Linked DNA regions of Callithrix jacchus: region 2 is linked to region 1. The links are chromatin contacts, called in public Hi-C maps. All regions are on one chromosome and are shown on one strand. The core of a region is the stretch at or near the end of the contact, and the rest is flanking DNA. Distances in the headings are between cores, read along the strand shown. Region 1 holds the start of VARS2 (valyl-tRNA synthetase 2, mitochondrial). Region 2 has its middle 46 kb from the start of MUC22.

Region 1 (6,318 bases), core at 965-3,464:
ATCTCGGCGTTACTACCCCACACGCCTGGCCATCAATCTCTCATCAGGTGTCTCTGGAGCTGGGGGCACTGTGCATCAGCCAGGCTTCATTGTTGTGGAAACCAATTACCGACTGTATGCCTACACGGGTGAGGCGGGACAGAGGGCCCCTGGGCGAGCAGGTTGGGGGTGAGGAATGCCAGTTTATGTTCACATTTATCTGGCAGTTTACATACAGAGCTGACACTTGAAAGAACGGTTTGAGGGAGTCTGGGTGTGGGGGTGGCCTCCTCATCCTCTTTCTATCCCTGGCTCAGAGTCGGAGCTGCAGATTGCTCTCATTGCCCTCTTCTCTGAGATGCTCTATCGGTTCCCCAATATGGTGGTGGCGCAGGTGACCCGGGAGAGTGTGCAGCAGGCAATCGCCAGTGGCATCACAGCCCAGCAGGTATTCCTACTTGGGAGAGGTAGAGCAGGAAGACAGGCTGCACTTGGGCTATGGGGTACAGGTCACATTATGGAAGGCTAGCCCTGAGTCTGTTATAATAGGTGGTGGTGAGTTGTCTGTCTTTGAAGAGAAATCAAGGCTTTGGGTGTGAGAATAGGCAGACCCTTGATGGGGAAGAAATGGAAGGCGGAGGTATAGCTCTGGATTTGTGCCGTGGCACCACCATATCCTAACTGCTTACACTAGACCTAGTTGCTTTGCCTCTGTGAGCCTGTTTCTTCATCTAGTAAGTAACAGTTCTCACCTCAGGGCTGTTGGGATAATTCATTGAAAGAATCTGGGTAAAGCATTGAGCTCAGCGCCTGCCATGCAATAAGTGCTAAAAAAAAAAATAGTAGCTGTTGCTATTTTAAAGAAAGAAAAGCAAAACATTACTGGAAAGGGCAAATGTGCCAGAGAAGGAATAGCAGACGTGACCACTGGGAGCAGCAACTTGGGATAACAGCTGAACTGGGATGGGTGGAGTTGATGACAGCGGTTAGGAGTTTTTAGAGTAAGCTGATGTTCCAGTGACATTAGGTGACAGCTCAGATGGCTTTCGTGTCCTCTTGCTGGAGCCCTCATGCCATTCTTGTCTGTTTTCCTAGATAATCCATTTCCTAAGGACAAGGGCCCATCCAGTGATGCTCAAACAGGTACAGGCAGGCTTCAAGATGTCAGAGGCTGGCAGCTGGTGATGAGACAGATGATGGAAAAGAAAAACGGGCATCCAAATCTGGGGAAGGAGCGGAGGGCCAGGTAGTCTGGGGCAGTATTCCTGAGTCCCTACAGCCAACTCTTGCTCCTTGCAGACACCTGTGCTCCCCCCCACCATCACGGACCAGATCCGGCTCTGGGAGCTGGAAAGGGACAGACTCCGGTTCACCGAGGGTGAGTCGCTTTTGGTGGCCAAGGCTTGGTCATTGGTCAGAGGATGGGCAGGCAATTCAGTGTTGATAAGCTGTAAAAGCGTTACATGCATTTTAATTTTTACTTCATGAAATAGGAGAAAAAAGGTGGCAAGAGAGTTTTTTGTTTTGGGGTGAGTCCCTAGGGGAGGGAATAATTCACAGTAATTTCTATTGGGCCTTTATGAATATGACCGATCACACTGGTATTAAGATAAACCCCTGAGCAGACAAGCATAGATCATTAGTTTCTAGAACTGCAGTGGGGGAAAGCCCAGACCACTCTCCAGGGCTGCCACGAAGGAGCTGGGGGGATTTCCAGCAGGAGCTCCGAACCTCACTTTCTCATCTTCTCCCGACGCCCCTCCCGTTCTGCCGACCCCAGGCGTCCTGTATAACCAGTTCCTGTCGCAAGTGGACTTTGAGCTGCTGCTGGCCCACGCGCGCGAGTTGGGCGTGCTGGTGTTCGAGAACTCGGCCAAGAGGCTCATGGTGGTGACCCCAGCCGGGCACAGCGACGTCAAGCGCTTTTGGAAGCGGCAGAAACACAGCTCCTGAGAGGGCAGGACTAGGACCCGGACGGACCTCGGCAGGCGGGACCGGGCGGGGCGGGGCTTCAGAACTCAGGTGTTTTTTATTTACGCGTCGGGACTTTTCTTGTCTAATAAAGTTGTGATAGTGAACAGTGCGGTCCCAGGCGCCTCCCTGTGGGGTCTGCCTTCGCTGCGAACGCCGTCCTCTGCGTTTACTGCCGTTGGACCGGGAGGGAGAGGGTGAGGCCGAAGCAAGCTGCTGCGCATGCGTCGGCCTGAGCCCCGCCCCCATGCGCCGCGCGGCTCCGCGGCCAAGTTCCAGGGTCCGGGGTAGGTGGAGTCCCCAGTCCCTGCAGCCGCGGGGCGCCCTGGGATAGCGGCGGGATCTCGCGGTGAGCGCATGCTGGGGCGTTCTCTGAGAAGTGGGAAGCGCTGCGGAGCCTGGGTCAACGCGTTGGTATAGGCGGGAAGGCCAGGCCGCGCCGAGCTGTGGGCGCTGCAGGAGGCCCCTGGGCTGGCGGAGATCGTAGCGGCCCTGCCAGGACTCCTTGCTTGCTCCTGGGAGCGCTGATGGCCATCATCTCCCTGAATTTCTGTGCCCTCCCCTCACATGTGTCAGTGGTTACGGCCAAGTTTAGACACTCCGGCCGTGCTCCGGAAGAGCCCTGGTCTCCGTGGCTCCACGACACTGTCTGTCGACACTATGCCACTCTAGCCCTCCAGGAGGAAACGTGGTGTGGGAGGGATTAACAGACCCGTGCTGATCAGAGCCGGGAAAGATGGAACAAGGAGAGTGAGCCTCCTGCACCCCCGTATCCTAATGTGCTCTCTCTCTATCCAGAACAGATCTCAGCCCCTTTCCAAATACTCCTGATGCCTCATTTGTCTCTATCCTCTTTTCGACCACCTATTTTGGGGCTGAGGCCCTCATGGGGCCTCCCCAGGTTCCATCCCGTTTCTACACAGTCGGAACCCCATGGATCTCCCATCTCCCGGAGGAACCGTGAAGCCAAACAGAAGCGCTTGCGAGAGAAGCAGGCGACTCTAGAGGCTGGGATAGCAGGGGAGAGCAAGGTTAGGGGTCAGACAGCTAGTTCTTGGGTTTCTGAGATTTGGGAGGGGCTGGACGAGATGCGCTGAAATGCAGATGTCTGGGGTATACTGGATCCCAGCCTCTTCTGCTTTTTCTCCTCAGTCGCCTGCAGAATCCATTAAGGCCTGGAGTCCTAAGGAGGTAGTATTGTATGAAATCCCTACGAAACCCGGTGAAAAGAAAGGTAAGTAGAATAAGTAAAAAGGTCTTTTCTTTCCCATTTGTGTTACCCATTTGGCCCGCCGAAATGCAGCTTGGGAACATGTTCAGTGGTTAGTGGAGCTCTCCTTACCTCCACAGATGTCTCGGGGCCCCTGCCTCCTGCATACAGCCCCCGATATGTTGAGGCTGCCTGGTACCCGTGGTGGGTACGAGAGGGCTTCTTCAAACCAGAATATCAGGTTCGTATCTGGTGGGGAGAGGTCCTAAATGTTCTTCAGGACAGAGTGGCCCTTGAATACAACTGGAACCTCAGAGTTGAGCTGACATTGTAGACTTTGCCTTCTTTCTGGCCCTGGTGTCTCCAAAGATTTCTCTTGGCAGGTTCCCCCTGGGCGATTCCCTCCTCTCCACCCTCCTGTTATTTGCAGGACAGTTCTTCCCTGAAGTTTTTTTGTTTTGGAGACAGCAGAGGGTGCTGTTTCCTCAATCCAATTCTCTCTTGCCCTTTGACATTTTTTCTTCCTCTAGGCCCAGCTGCCCCAAGCTACAGGGGAGACCTTTTCCATGTGTATCCCACCTCCCAATGTCACTGGCTCCTTGCACATCGGCCACGCACTCACGGTGGCCATACAGGATGCCCTCGTGCGCTGGTGAGAGGGGAGTGGAGGCTGCTTGAGTTCTTGGAAGGGAAGTAGGAAGGGTAGGAATGAGTGAGGATAAACATTTAAGCACAGGTGCTCACGGGAGGGCATTTCTGTTGCAGGCATCGAATGCGTGGGGATCAAGTGCTGTGGGTCCCTGGTTCCGATCACGCGGGAATCGCTACACAAGTATGTCTTTTGTTATATGTTCCTTTTCTTGGGTGAAAGCAGTTTCTTCCCTGAAACCAACCTGACTGTTCATTTCCCCTGAATCCAACTGCAGGCTGTAGTAGAAAAACAACTGTGGAAGGAACGGGGAGTGAGGAGACATGAGCTGAGCCAGGAGGACTTCCTTAGGGAAGTGTGGCAGTGGAAGGAGGCGTGAGTATGATGGGCAGGGGTAGGGGGGCCCAGATGGCAGATTTGAGTTCTTATGTCCCACCACTATCACTCCTGACTTGTAGTCCCAACACAGAGATGGAAGCTCTGGAGCCCCTTAATGTTTGGTGGCGTTTCCAAGCCATTTGTGTGTGTGTGTCTGTGTGTATATTATATATGTATTTGAATGTTCGTGTGTTTGTGCATTTTTTCTTTCTCTCTACTTACCCCACTTTCTCTTGTGTAAATCTCAACTTCTTCCACTCACCCATTCCTACGTTCCAATTGTCATGGAATTACCCTCATTCTTCCAGGTCTGTTATCTCATGTTATCTTCTCTGTGAAGCATCCTTGGATATCACACAATGTGGCTGGCCCTCCTCTCTCCCTATAGAACCTTTTGCCTCTTTAAATATCTTAGAAAACCCCATACTGGGTTTGTGAGTCTGTTTCTATTAGCCTGTAGAGGCTGGATCAATGCCATCCTCATTTGATCTTCATCCAGCACCTGGCATTGCTGGGGGCATTGCTGGGCCTGGTATATGGGAAGTGCTTGGGAAGCATTTGCTGACAAGGATCTCTCTGGGCACAGGAAAGGTGGAGAGATCTATGAGCAGCTGCAAGCTCTGGGTGCCTCCCTGGACTGGGATCGAGAGTGTTTTACCATGGATGCTGTGAGTGTTTCTGTGCCTTGGTCCCTGTGAGTGTTGGAGGATGTTTAGAAATCTCTGTGGGGCAGGGAGGTGGCAATGCCTGGGTCCCTAAATAGGGTGATGGGCTGAGCAACCGCTGTTAGAGGTGGACACTCAGGTCATTCCAGGGCTCCTCAGTGGCTGTGACTGAAGCTTTTGTGCGACTTCACAAGGCGGGGTTGCTGTACCGGAACCATCAGCTTGTCAACTGGTCGTGTGCTTTAAGATCAGCCATCTCAGACATTGAGGTAAGGTGGAGCAAGAGAAGCAGGTTTGGGAGAGCTCTGAGGCAGAGTGGTCAATGGTTAAGAGCTCAGACTCTGGAGCTAGGGTGCCTAGATTCAAATCTAAGGGCTTCCTGTGAGGGCTTTGTGGCTTTTGGCAGGCTGTTTAGTCTCTTTAAGCCTCAGCTTCCTCAGTCTGTAAATTAGAGATGATGGAATGCTTGCATTGTGGGGTGTTGTAAAAATTAAATGAGAATTCACAAAGGTGCTTGGCAACATAACCTGGCTGTGGCTTAAGTGCTCAGTGAATATTTATTAGAAGTGTGACTACACAAGCATTGGATGAAGGTGGATGGAGGTGGCTCCTGAATCCTCCAGATGGCTTTTAGATGGGTTGCAGGGAGGCTGGGCAGGTGGATGAGTGGCAGAGTGAAACCTGGGTACGAGCCTTACAGAAAGGCTGCCCTCTGACCCAGCTCTCTTGGTGCCTCCAGGTGGAGAACCGGCCGCTGCCTGGCCACACAGAGCTTCGACTGCCTGGCTGCCCCACCCCTGTGTCTTTTGGCCTCCTATTTTCTGTTGCCTTCCCAGTGGATGGAGAGCCTGGTGAGCAAAGTCCTCTGCAGGGTCACCCGTTTACCTCTATTTTCCCTGCTTTCTGGAGCCCATGCTGGGATGCTAGGAACCCATCAGTCTGTCTCCCACATGAACCTTGGTAGTGTTCACCTCGGTGCGGGCACTTACTCTGCCTGGGTCTTCTGGGGGATGTGCAAAAAGTGCGGGTGGTCGCTGCCCTTTGAGAGCTTGGTGTGATTCTGCAGGAGTGCGCTACCCAGGAAAGAGACATAAGATCAGTTCTAAGGTGTGTTTAGGGTAAACGTTCTGAAGAGCTCAGAGAAAGGGAAGACAGATGAGCTAGAATTGTCAGAGGAAGCTTCTTGTAGGAGGGGCTGATTGTAGGTGATGACAGCACTGGATGTCCTGCCCCTGCACAGGTGCTCACCCTGGAGAATGTACAGCATTTGTGATTAGGACCCTGAGAATCCCCAGTGTCCTCTGGGCACCCAGCAAGAATTCTACTTTAGTTGATTTAATTAATGCTGCTCCCATTTCTTCCATGCAAATTCCTTAGCACCAGACACCCTCTCAGGCCTCTGGTCATCAGCTTATGGAAAACCCTGGGTTCCTATAAACACTGCTCCTACTTTTTTCTAGTCATTC
Region 2 (6,318 bases), core at 1,210-3,709, 180 kb after region 1:
CAGCTACTTGGGAGGCTGAGGTGAGCGGATTGCTTGAGCCCAGGAGGTCAAGGCTGCAGTGAGCTGTGATCACACCACTGCCCTCCTCCTGTCTCAAAAAGAAAAATAAAAGAGAGAACATGTTAATTTCTGCTCCTGTCAGTTTAGAGGCAAATTCAATCTCAGTCTTGTTTGCTGTTTCCCAAAGATCCCAGAGTTGTACATAGAATGGAGGCATAAGGGACATGCTTAAAGTCAATAGCAACCGGCCTGTACTAATTGTTCCCAAGACACCCACGTCCCTTTGTGGCAGCAGTTCCGCCAGAGGCACAGGGGCTTTGCCGAGTCAGCCTCCCTCAACTTGCCATGTAGCCTTCTCTAGAATGAGGCCACACTTTCAGGGTGCTACCGGGAAGGACAGTATGGTTTTAGCATTTGAGGACCCAGAAAGATATGCATGAGGATCTGATCTCTGGAGAGTATTGAAGGTAGAAAAGACAAGGAGAAGATGCTGCAGAAACACCCAGAAGGAAAAGGAGAAAAAAAAGAAGCCTCAATGAATAAGCGAAATACCTTTGTAACCACTCCTGGGACCCTGAACTACAAGATTTGGTAGTTGACTCCTAAATCATAATATACTAATACTCAGATGACACTTGTAAGTTGTCACACGTATCTGTGCATTCCATGCCTTTGGTAAATGCATACAGTTCATTCCATCAGCCCCACTCAGCTAATCCTCCTTTTCTCTTTATAAAGCCTGGTGTTTAAAGGATCTCTTCAGGTGTCATCAAGGAGTCATACCAGGTCCAGCTAACCCAACTTGCACATGTCCAGATTGAGGACAACAGGCAAACAAGCACACCCCTCTGGAACTGTGTCTGAACAGGATTTATGCCTTTTGGGGATGTGTCACCTCTCATGAAAATGTCTGCGAATGCACATTCTGGTCCAGTCCCGTCTTTTTTTTTTTTCAGACGGAGTTTCACTCTTGTTACCCAGGCTGCAGTGCAATAGCGTGATCTCGGCTCACCGCAACCTCCGTCTCCTGAGTTCAGGCAATTCTCCTGCCTCAGCCTCCTGAGTAGCTGGGATTACAGGCACGTGCCACCATGCCCAGCTAATTTTTTGTATTTTTAGTAGAGACGGGGTTTCACCATGTTGACCAGGATGGGTCTTGATCTCTTGACCTCGTGATCCACCCGCCTCGCCCTCCCAAAGTGGAGGGATTACAGGCTTGAGCCACCGCGCCCAGTCAACATCTCCATTTTACAGGAATCACTTGAACCTGGGAGGTGAAGGTTGCAGTGAACTAAGATCGTGCCACTGCGCTCCAGCCTGGGTGACAGAGTGAGACGCTCTCTCAAAAAAAAATTAAATTGAAAATAAAAATAAAATGGAGATGTCCACTGGATGCAGTGGTTCAGGCCTGTAATCCCAGCAACTTTGGAGGACGAGGTGGGAGGATTGCCCAAAGCTAGGAGTTAGAGACCTGCCTGGACAACATCCTGAGACACTGCCTTAAAAAACGTCAAGAAACTTTTAAAAATGGGAATGTGTCTTACAGCGATAGCACATCGTGAACCAGTCAGTAGCACTCTTTTCTCCTTAGTGGGCATAAGTAATGGTGCATTTTGTATTCAATGCTATCTTAGATTGGATGAAATACATATTTTGAGCCGGGCGTTGTGTCTCACGCCTGCAATCCAAGCACTTTGGAGGCCAAGGTGGGTGGATCACCTGAGGTCGGGAGTTCAAGACCAGCTTGACCAACGTGGTGAAACCCCATCTTAAAAAAAAATAACAAACAAAAAAAAAATACACATTTTGAAATAAATGAATAAATGCATTCTTTCTTTTGGCACTATTTCTTCTGTTTTGGTCTTATTTGTAAACCAAGGAAATTATGATTTATTTAATAACTGCCTAATATGTGCTGGGAGTTCCTTTGGGAACAGAGACAGCAGACTGACAGAAGTGAATGATGTAGTTCTTCCCCTCAAGGACAAGAAAACCAGCAATTACAGTGCGACATGCTAAGTGCTATAATAAAGGAATGCTTTTGGGGCAGAGCCCAGAGAAGGGACGTCATTCAGCCTGTGCAGATCCTGGAAAGCTTCCCAAGGGATGGGGTAACTGACCTGAGACTTATGACACAGCTGTGGGGCACTTTGTGCTGCTGTCACATATGTGGTTTCTTTTGATCTTCACACCACCTCTGAGATAGGAAAACTATCCTGTCTTAGAAATGAAAGACTGACGTTCAGAGCTGTTAAATAAATTGTCCCCAAACTTCCTAAATGGTAAGTGGCGGGGTGGGGGTAGCGGGGAGTTAAACTCAGGTTTCCTGGCTCCAGGATCACTCACTTTTTATCTCATTTGGGCCGAATCTCAAGTGATGCACTGCTCTGCACTTTCATTACAAAAAGCATTCGCAGGCATGAACACTTTCGTCTTTCAGTCTTCTCTTCTTTAGGCTTGCAACAGCAGGCTCTCGCATCTTTCCTTCAATCTGTACTGTGTTTTGAGCCAAGCAAGAAAAACCAGACACAGTCCCTATTCTTGGGGAGCCCCCAGCCTGAAAACAAGTTGCAGATACACAGAAAAAACATCGTCATGTATGCGACAGATGGTAGGGAACGTGTCATCAATTTTGACATTTAGGGCATTTATTTGCTTTCACTTGTGAGTTCTATTTTTTAAAATATTTGCGACTTCTCAGGCCTCACCCTTGAAAGAATTTGAAGACTGAACACAGCAGGGATGTTTTATTTTCAACTCAGGACCTCACCCAGAGTGTTTTAGGCAGCAGCCCTGAACCAAGTTGGCTTCGAGGTATTCGTGAGTTTCTATATCCTGAAGACTTTTTCAGCTTCTACCTTCCACCCATGAGAGGAGGAGGTGGCACGGATGATTCCTTTAATCATCCATCATGTCTTTCCAAGGACATATAAGCCTATACGTGGCTCTGAGGACACAGTGGGGAGCCAAGTAAATAGTTTTTGCCTTCAGGATGCCTGGCAGAAGCGAATGAATATTGCTGTCATGTACATGCAAATGTTGTGAAATGCTTTCATGTTCCACACCTTCTTTGGAGACCTTTAAGAAATTCATGGAGCTTTCAGCAGTGATATTTACCACCAGCAACGTAGTCAAATGTAATCAGGCAAAATGAGCTACTGATGCACCGCGGAGCAGAGGAATTTTCTCTAGCACGACACCACAACCAACCCATTCTTTCGTTTGGATTAGTATTCACTACTTGCACTTAGTTGCTTGCAGTGGACACCCAATTTGGGAATTGAGCTGAGGCATAATGCAGTATTGTATACTGGAACACGGAGGCTGCAAATATTTTTAAAAAGCAGAACTCACTAGTAAAGTCAAACACCATGAAGTCACAATTGATGAAAACTGCCCATTAGAAAAATCTAGGTATGATAACATTGTTACATTGACAAGGATGAAGATTGGATTATAATATATATTCAGCATGCAAAAACGGATACTGAGGGGAAATGCCGCCAGTTAAAGCAACTATGGAAACAATATCCATAGCAACAAATAGACTTGTCAAGAGAGGCCCCAGGACTGCCTGTGGTACGCCTCCTAGTGGCAATGACCGGGTAGTGGCCCTCTGCGAGATGGGCGCCTCTCTGGAATGGAGTGCCACTTCTGAGGGCCTGGAGAAGTTGACTTGTGTTGCATCCCACGGGGTCACCCCACCTCCTCCTTTCCATGCACTCACTGGCATGAGACACAGCATATGTCCACAAACAACTGCCATTCCTCATTGCATGTAAGGCTCCGCTGCTGGAAAACGTACCATTATTTCATGCATCACTAAGAGAGAAGCACAGCAAATTAAACTATGACACGCCATGGATTGCAAGATGCATCCCTATTCAAGAGATGATAGATATGAAAAAAATATATGTGTCTTATAATCTTCAAAATACAAATGACTTTCAGCTGGGTGCAGTGGCTCATGCCTGTAACCCAGCACCTTGGGAGGCCAAGGCAAGTGGATTGCTGGAGCTCAGGAGTTCAAGACCATCCTGGGCAACATAGCGAGACCCTGTCTCTATTTAAAAAAATAATAATATATATATACATATGTATACATATATATGTATATACACACACATATATTTGTAAATGGCTTTCAGTGATTCACTTAACATTTCCAGATGCTTGTTCCCTCACTTATGAACTAAACAACTAAAGCATTAATGAATTAATTCACTCATTCTACTCACATTTATTAAGTGCTGATTACTGGACAAGCACACTGGTGTCAACACTGAAGATACAGCAGTGAGCTGGTGTCCTGCCTTTAGGGACATTTTGCTACAGTGACTTTGTTTCTGCTTATCTTTGTCACACAGAATCTGTGAGTCAGTGATCCTGTGACTCTAAGTGAGTTACAGAGTGAAAACAGACACCAGATAAAAAGCCAGGAAACCTGGGTTCTAGTCTAGTTCTTCCCCTTAATAGTGTATTTAATCTGTCTCAGCCTTATTTTATTTATTAAGTGGATTTTATCCATTTATTGTCTATCATGGTTAAATCAAGAAATAGTTATATTTTTCTCATAGCAGAGCCCTTCAAACAATACACAATCAAAACAGCAAAGTAGCTGTGGAAACAGTGTCCATGGCAACCAATGGTCCCATCTTTCTTTCTCTCTCTCTCTCTCTCTCTTTTCTTTTCTTTTTTTTTACTGAGATGGAGTCCCACTCTTTTGCCCAGGCTGGAGTGCAGTGATGCCATCTTGGTTCATTGCAAACTCTACCTCCTGGGTTCAAACAGTTCTCCCAACTCAGGCTCCCAAGTAGCTGTGATCACAGGCTCTCACCATCATGCCTGGATAATGTTTGTATTTTTAGTAGAGGGAGGGTTTCACTATGTTGGCCAGGCTGGTATCGAACTCCTGACCTGAAGTGATCTTCCCACTTCAGCCTCCCAAATAACTGGTATCATAGGTGTGCACCACTATATCCAGCTTTTTTTTTTTAAAGTAAAGATGAGGTCTTGCCCAGGCTGGCCTCAAACTCCTGGACTCAAGGTGTCCTCCAGCCTCAGCCTCCCAAAGTGCTGCGATTACAGTTATGAGTCACTTCACGTGGCCCCATCTTTCTTTCATGTCACTAGATCAAGAAATCTCCAGAGTTTTTCTTGTTCCCTTCAGGTATTAAGTAAGCAATATCATTTTATGTATATAAACATCGAATTCAGAATAGTTTCAAATCTTTTTTTCTGCTGTCCAGCATAAAGCTTCCCCCTTCCCATTGGACAACCTACAATGGGCTGGCATCTGACATTTGTCTGCAAACCTAGTGGTTTGTTTTTCTGCCCTGGTGGTGGGAGTGTAGGAAAGGAGAATGCACTGGGGACCTTTATCCCAGGTTTTCAGGGCAAGGCTGTGTAAGTGTTTCCAGCAGACTAGGTGCTAGGAGCAAGCCCCTGTGGAGTGGAGCTAATCCTGTCTGATGTGGCCACCTACAGGCATAAACAGGCCTCAGCAGAGAAAAGCTGAGTGATTATTGCATTCCTATGGAATGTGGGAGGAATAAACTGAGGATGGAAAGCCTCATTTGCAACCGCTTGGCATTAGGAGTGAGGAATCCCTGCAGAAGCACCCTAGGAGGAAGAATCGCCTGTAAGCACCTGCCAGTTCCAGGGAATGCAAAGCCCTCTTGTAAACCACGCCTGCTCCATGCCCCAGACCCCTCCTTCCCCCAGCCTTTCCCCATTCTACTCAACCTTGGAGGCTTAGAAACCACCATTAGCAAGACAGAAGAGGGAGAAAAGCATAAGGTTGAGGACCTGTTTCCCCATTTTGCATCTTCCCATGCTGGCAGAGGCCTTGCTGGAGGAAATGATATTTAACTTTGGAATTAAATGCTGCATTTCTGAATTGATGTTGTGTTTGGTCATATAAAATAACTTTAGGACCTAAGAGAGATCAGAACAGTCTCAGTACTGTCCACGTTTTCATCTTGGAATGGGGAAAACTGGCCCCACTGAGCAAGTACAGGACATCATAGACAGAGCTGTAGATGTTCAGTGAAATCTGTAATTCAAGACTAAATCACTTATTCTTGTCCAGGCCTGGTGGCTCATGCTGAGGTGGGACGATTACCTGAGGTCAGGAGTTCAAGACCAGCCTGGAAAAATGGTGAAACCCTGTCTCTACTAAAAAATACAAAAATTAGCCAGGAGTGGTGGTGCACACCTGTAATTCCAGCTACTTAGGAGGCTAAGGCAGGAGAATCACTTGAACCTGGGAGATGGAGGTTGCAGTGAGCCAAGATCCTGCCATTGCACTCCAGCCTG

Evidence for each region. A called contact is a pair of places that touch in the nucleus more often than the background predicts.
Region 2: a contact with region 1 is called in a Hi-C map of induced pluripotent stem cells, with 2.9 times the contacts expected there. The contact joins the enhancer-like site here to the promoter of VARS2 in region 1. A contact is called at or near these places in 2 of 3 Hi-C or Micro-C datasets (induced pluripotent stem cells and skeletal muscle).

What each region holds. Positions count from the first base shown.
Region 1 is chr4:35,707,442-35,713,759 of calJac240_pri, forward strand. It overlaps VARS2 (valyl-tRNA synthetase 2, mitochondrial), which reads left to right and starts at 2,215. Exons shown (of 29, transcript XR_013533899.1): 1 at 2,215-2,299; 2 at 2,749-2,981; 3 at 3,103-3,184; 4 at 3,301-3,401; 5 at 3,691-3,812; 6 at 3,926-3,992; 7 at 4,087-4,184; 8 at 4,774-4,855; 9 at 5,002-5,121; 10 at 5,592-5,703. It overlaps GTF2H4 (general transcription factor IIH subunit 4), which reads left to right. Exons shown (of 12, transcript XM_078368551.1): 8 at 1-128; 9 at 297-427; 10 at 1,075-1,122; 11 at 1,279-1,357; 12 at 1,760-2,057. The coding sequence ends at 1,932.
Region 2 is chr4:35,883,807-35,890,124 of calJac240_pri, forward strand. No RefSeq gene overlaps it. Among named protein-coding and RNA genes, the nearest start is that of MUC22, 46 kb to the left of the region's middle. Within about 2 kb of position 2,460, at least 2 of the 16 cell types and tissues checked have an H3K27ac peak or open chromatin away from gene starts, as enhancers often do.